Regions from separate parts of the Triticum aestivum genome. Here region 1 is linked to region 2. The links are chromatin contacts, called in public Hi-C maps. All regions are on one chromosome and are shown on one strand. Each heading gives the region's core, a stretch centred on a gene start, on an enhancer-like site or on the middle of the called end of the contact. The rest is flanking DNA. Distances are from core to core; before and after follow the strand shown. Region 1 holds the start of LOC123070863. Region 2 holds the start of LOC123070860 (mitochondrial import inner membrane translocase subunit TIM50).

Region 1 (3,376 bases), core at 12-2,511, 180 kb after region 2:
CAAGAAGAATAGAGGGGGTCCTTTATTCAGATTTCGGACTTATGGGCTTCCTAGGCCAGTTAAGAACTAACATCAAGGAGAGCATACACAGAAGCGTAAGTGCACGGAAATTAAATTTATCCAGCAATAAAAATTAAATAGCAAGTACTCACAAGGCGAAGAAGTGTCCGTCGTTCCCTCTCCCTAGCATATCTGATGGCCTATAAAACATTTCACTGGTCAGCACAAAACAAATGGATTTCTCAAGGTTCACAACAATCCTCTTCCAATGTAGAAGAATCAAACCTCCTCTAGTTCTTTGCGCTCACTGTTTGCTTCCTCAGCATCCCTACAGGACAACACTGAATCGTTACAACACGTAAAATAAAATAAAACACAGTTCAAATTCCAGCCATGGTGTAGCTGCACCCGTACTACTGTAACAATAAAATGAAATAGCGGGGATCACCTTCCAACAAGCTGCTTAACAGAGGTGCAGCACTTGGCACAAATCCCAAGCTCCTTGGAGCAACCTGCATTGAGCAGAGATCACACATATCAGTGTCAATCAAACGACACACCAGCACCACCATGGCGAGAGACATCGCCAAGCAGCCGAAATTCACCTGTGCAGACGTTGTGGTACGCCTGCCGAACGTTTCGTTTACTGCACTTCTGGCTGCAAAAATAAAAAGAAAACCATAGGCATCCATCACAATCCCCTCTTACAACCGTTCCCAAATACTGTGCGGTAACCAGGCAGGCAAGAAAGCTACCATTTTGCAGGCTCAACAATCGGCTTGTACTTGCCGTATCTGCAAAAGGAAGACGAACAGATCGGACCAAGGAACACAAGTAAACCAACGACCTAATGAATGAATATAACTAAGGAGGGAGAACCCCATACTTGCGCTTCCAGTCGATTTGGTCCCGGCAGCGCTGGCAGACGCCGGTGATCTCCGACAAAGGCCGGAACCTGCCTCCGGGCTCCTGCGCGAGCAGCGGCGATGGTTGCAGCGGTTAGGTCCCACAAGAACGGAAAAGAAGACGGGGAGGGGAGGGAGGCGGGTCGCGGGCTTACGGTCTCGTTGATCTTCCGGCCGAGGTTGGGCTTCCATGCGTAGGCGTTCTGGTGCTTCGGGGGACCCTGCCGCTTCGACATCTCTCTGCCTCTTTCTCTCTCCGCTTCGCGCCGCCGCCGGGAGTCCTCTCTCTGTGCTTACCCCTAAAACCTCGCTGCGGCGGCTGCGCGGCGTACCGAGAGGCTTACCTGTAATCGTGTGGGATCCAACAACTACGTCTAATGGGCGTCGGCCCAAGCCCTGGAGCGAGAGACAAATTTACAACTTTGGGCTCCGGAAAACACAGGTCCAATAGTTTGACGGCCCAACTGTTCCAGACAGGCAATATTTAGACTGTGAGTCCTCTAAAACCAAAATTAGACTGTGAGTTTGTCTAAAAAAATAGACTATGAGTAAATTGCACAAACCCACCACATTGAGGGTTAGCAGAAAATATGAGGTTACATTTTGTTTTGACAAAAAATACCATGTCTAGCATAATCTCTTGACAAACAACAATGATCGACGGATTAGGCTCGTTTGAGCATGTTTATGACAGGTGGGTCCACTTTTCTGCTTACGTGGCATAACATTTTGTGCAAGATGAGTTTTAATCTGAATTTATAAACCAGTCCCTAGAATTTTTATATAGACACCCCTGAATCAAAAAGAAAAACGCAATTAGCCCCCCACGTGCATAAACCCTGTAGGTTTGGGGCGGCGTCGCCCAGGCTCTCATCGGTAGCTTGGGGCATCGATGGAGGCTTGGGACGGCGGATGGACCTCACCGACGGATGGAGGCAGTGGGAGAAGGAGGAGGACAACTGAGGAGCTCGATCTTGATCTCGACGACCAGGGTAAGCCCCTGGATGCGCACGTTGTCCCGCTGCATCGGCTGCAATTGCTACCGGAGCGTCGCCTCGCCCCTCACACGCTCTTCTTCTCTGGCTCCGGCCGCGAACTCCCTCTGCGGAGCTGAGCTTGATTCCCCCCATGAGCAGAGAGTGCTTCCTTCGGGCTCCTGGACGACGCGCCAACACCGCGTTGTTGTGTTGCCTCACAGCCAGGCTCACGCCCAATGCAGGAGCATATGCAAGTAGGCCATCCTCATCGGTCATCTCGCGCATCCACGACTGTCCCTGCCATGGTCGTCACCGTTATGGTCATGAGCACAGTACGAGGCGCACCACATTTAGTAGCAGCAGAAGAGTATGAGACCGCGGCGAGCAGCATCGCATGGCGGCGATGGAGGCGGATGTCGCCGAAGCCGGCGTGGGGCGCCGTGGTGGAGGGGTGAGAACCATGGTGATGCAGTAGAAGGGCATGTGCTTCATTGGGACAAAGGTTGGGGGCTTATTTTTGCTTTAAACCCCATCTAACGCCCTTTTCTGGAAACCACTATTGCCATGTCAGCGAAAAATGGGATCCACTCATAAACACGCTCAAACAAGCCTAATCCATCGATCAATATTATTTGTCAAAATATTTACGTTACCCATGGTGTTTTTTACAGAAAAAAAAATGTAAACTCATGTTTTCTACTAACCTATGGTTTGGGCAATTTACTTTATAGACCATCGGTCGATCGTAGTGCTCATTGCTCCTGGCAACTCGACCCATTAGTGAGAGTAGGAAGCGTTCGGGTAGCAATTTTGGATTTTTCTTCTTCTAGTTTTTCGGGCTTATTGGCCAGTCCCCCCCACCCCCACCACCCTTTTTTTTTGGCTATTGTCTTCACTTGTTTCATTTTGTTTTTTTATTCTTGATTAGTTTGTGTTTATTTTTTTATGGTTTAAAAATTATTGAATTTCCAAAAATGTTCATAAAATTGTTTGAAAATTTGGAAATTTCCATGAATTTAAAAATGTTCACATCTTTTGGAATTTCAAAAATTATTCAGAATTTGAAGATAATGTTCATAAATTTTAAAAATTGATGAAATTTTTCAACATTTTGTTCAGTATTTAATAAATTATTCTCTTTTTTTAAAAGTTGTTTATTTCGAATTCATGAGCATTTTTTGAATTCTTCATTAACATTGTGATTTTTTTGAATTCGCGAACATTGTTTGAATTTGTGAACAATTTTTGAATTCATGAATCTTTTCAAATGCAGGAAGATTTTTTGAATTCTCCGTGAAAAATTTCTAAATCTGTGAACATTTATTATTCATGATTTTTTTGAATTCATAAGTATTTTTTACAATTCATGAACATTTTTTTTAATTCACAAAATTTTCCTCAAGTCCGTGCGGCTTTTTTTAGTACCATGCATACAATCATGCAATGGTGGGGTTACATTCAGCAATCATGTTGTCTCACATTGGCATCCACGCC
Region 2 (3,475 bases), core at 17-2,516:
CAGGATAGTGAGTTGCTCATTAGGTGGATGAAGAAAATGTCTGGACGATATTTGGCAATCCGTATCCAAGAGGTAACAGTAAAGACAAGGAATGAGTGTGCAGTAGTCCCTACCTTTCATAGTTTCTGAATAAGCCGTAGCCTTAAACTTCTGCACACATGAAAAGTCATTATTGTCAGACAAGATTGACGGTTGATATCTAGTGGAGAAAGTTATTGATGTACACTACGTTTTCTCAAACCACCACAATGCAAGCCTCCCATAGAACATCATCTTCCAGACCAAAAGATTTCCGCATCCTTCTAATACATGCCAATTCCTTGCTACTCGAACCAAACAACCAAATATTTTATTCCAGAAAGTGTAAGCTCCTACATAGGGGATGATGCAAATCACAACAACAAAAAATACTACTACCATGCATGCTATGTTACAAGTTTATTGCACACCTCATCAGATCCCAAGTTCACATTTCCTAATCTCATCAAAATGCTGCTGCTTAATGTTTGTGCAGTCACGTACGGAACTGACCAAACAACAGGATAAAACAACACGAGCACCCAAAAACATGATATGTAACCTCAAAGCCGGACAAGTCCTCGCTGATTGGGAGCTTCGAGTTCTTCCGGAACTCCCGCGTCATCTGATCCACTTCATCCACGGAATAAGCTACAGAGACGAAAACACGAATCACCCCCTACGAATCACACGCGCGACACCAGGCCAAACCGAGCGATCCTGCGGAGGAATACGGATCGGAGATCGCACCGTATGTGACATAGCCTGTGGCGCCGAGAGCGGCGGTGACAGCGGTGAAGATACCGGCCTTGAGCAGACCGAAGGAACTGCGGGCCCCCGAAGGCGGTGCCGGGGAGGGATCGCCAGCGGCGGCGGCCTCCTTGGGAGCGGAAGATGCGTCGGCGGCGGCAGGCGCCTCCTTCGAAGCGAGGGATGCGCCGGCGGCGGCGGGTGAAATGGTGGAGAAGGGGGCGGCGGAGGACCTGAGCGTGAGGGCGAGGCGCGACCTCGCGATGCGGGACATGGCGGGGCTTGCGAGAGGGGCAAGGAATGTGGAAGGGGTCCTCGGGTTCGCGCCGAGGGTTTAAGGGGAGACGGGGACTGACTGTACTGGAGGAGGCGCCCGAGCCCGAGAAGGGAGGGGAGAGGAGCGAGGGAGGCGGCGGCGAGGCGATGGGCGAAGGAGGTGGAGGAGTCGGGGTCTCGGGGGCTGACTGTTGCAAGCTGTTCCCCACTTGTCAGCGGCTAGCAATTTCTCCAGGGCTCGGGAGAGTGGCATATGCGTGGACGATGCGTTTTGTTTCGGAGGGGGGCAGGCCACAGGCATGCGGGCCAGATGCCGGCGCGCTAGGTAGGGACGTGGCCCAGTTTAATTTCGTGTTCGGCCTTCTTGAATTTTTTTGTTTTCTGCGCGATAGCTATATATATATATATATCGCCCGCCACGAGCAGTATAATATATATTCCTCGCCTACAGGCCGGCCCATTAGCGGGAGTGTAGAGAAGTATTAAGCTGTTTTAGAAAGTTTCCAGAACATCCTACCCGGTTTTGGGAAGGTTCCGGAACCTTCATCCAGTTTTGTTCTTTATTTTTATATTTATTACTTCGTTTTCCGGTTTTCTTTCTGTTTTTTTTGTGTTTCCTTTTTCCCTTTTATGTTTTGAATTTTATTTTTAGCTCACTGTTTTTAAACAATTAGCGCACATTTTTTAAATTGTGTATGTTTTCTTAAATCGTGAATATTTATAAAAACAAGATAGTTTTTTCAAATTCCTGATTTTTTTTTAAAATGAATATTTCAGAAATCCGTAGTATTTTAGATTTGTGAACATTTTCATTTCGTGAACATTTTTCGAATTCATGAATACTTTTCCAATTCAAGAATTTTTTTAAAATTCGCAAACTAACGGTTTTATTGAAATAAATTATTTTAAAAAGGAAAAGGACTTTTTTAGTGCCCACATACACACACAATGTACCCATTTTTTCTTTTTTTCACACTGTGTTGACGACTGTCGAAAAATATCACGCTACGCCATAGGAGAGACGGCGCAATTGATGGGCCCACCAAACTGCAGTAACGACATTTTATCGTCAGGTGAGCAATGCCTTGATGTGTATCGCTAAAAGCGATACATAGCACCATCCTTGTCTTCTGCCTTAACTTCTTCAAAAAGCCTTGTGCTAAGATCCTGAAGGCGAGATATCCTAATGAGCACATCTTGACGCCCAACCTAGAGACGACAACTCTTACTCGTGGTGTAGCATTTTACATGGTGTGGACTTGGTTAGGCAAGGTTATAATTGGTGTATTGATCATGGCACAAATGTAAAAATATGGTCCGCCCCAAGGGTTCCTATGACCTGGTCCAAGAAAGTATCATGCCACAAGGTCCTAATTTCCTTCATTGCGTCACAGACCAAACTATCCTAGTGACATGAAGCTGGGATGAAAGCTTGGTGAGAAAAAAATTCTGACCGGGTGATGCACATATATTGCAAATTCATTTTTTTTCAAAAAGGTGGATAACCCCCGATCTCAGTACCGAGCGATGCACACGACCATCTTTATTATATTATTCAACAAAGCCTTAGAAAATAAATACATGAACCAACCCAGAGCCACCTTCCCGACGAACACCGTCGCCAAACCTACAAGGTTGATGATATGCCATGACCTCGCGCCAAGAAATACCATGTAATCCGGTGGCCTCACCAAGCTGCCCACCGGCTAGCCGGGACCACCAACCGGTCTAACAAACCCTCAGCCCGCATCGCATGCGCACGCTCTATAATCAGCCGCCCTCATTTTCCGTCGTCCCATCTTCAGGGGTGATCAATGAATTGAACTTGCGAGACCCTGATAACCCACAAGTATAGGGGATCGCAACAGTTTTCGATAAGTAAGAGTGTCGAACCCAACGAGGAGCTAAAGGTAGAATAAATATTCCCTCAAGTTCTATCGACCACCGATACAACTCTACGCACGCTTGATATTCGCTTTACCTAGAACAAGTATGAAACTAGAAGTACTTTGTAGGTGTGATAGGATAGGTTTGCAAGATGATAAAGAACACGTAAACATAAACTAGGGGTTGTTTAGATAAAGATGCAATAAAGTAAATATAGCAAGTGTGGAAAAGTGATGGTAGGAATTGTGGAATTGTCCCTAAGCAACTGACTACGTTACTAGACCGATAATCACTATTGCAATTCTATTTGAGGGAGAGGCATAAACTAACATATCATCCCTTACTTGGAATTCTATGCACTTATGATTGGAACTCTAGCAAGCATCCGCAACTACTAAAGATTCATTAAGGTAAAACCCAACCATAGCATTAAAGCATCAAGTCCCCTTTTATCCCATACGCAAACAACCTACTTACTCGGCTTTGTGTTTCAGTCACTCACGCAACCCACCATAAGCAAATCATAAACATATTGCAAACCCTA

What was found. Hi-C and Micro-C count contacts between places; a contact is called where the count stands out from the background.
Region 1: a contact with region 2 is called in a Hi-C map of leaf, with 3 times the contacts expected there. The contact joins the promoter of LOC123070863 here to the promoter of LOC123070860 in region 2. A contact is called at or near these places in 2 of 5 Hi-C or Micro-C datasets (both in leaf).

Annotation. Positions count from the first base shown.
Region 1 is chr3B:554,801,273-554,804,648 of IWGSC CS RefSeq v2.1, forward strand. It overlaps LOC123070863, which reads right to left and starts at 1,262. Exons shown (of 8, transcript XM_044494243.1): 1 at 1,061-1,262; 2 at 887-969; 3 at 756-794; 4 at 606-658; 5 at 449-512; 6 at 286-328; 7 at 153-200. The coding sequence starts at 1,141.
Region 2 is chr3B:554,619,006-554,622,480 of IWGSC CS RefSeq v2.1, forward strand. LOC123070860 (mitochondrial import inner membrane translocase subunit TIM50) reads right to left here and starts at 1,267. Exons shown (of 11, transcript XR_006433971.1): 1 at 769-1,267; 2 at 581-669; 3 at 114-150.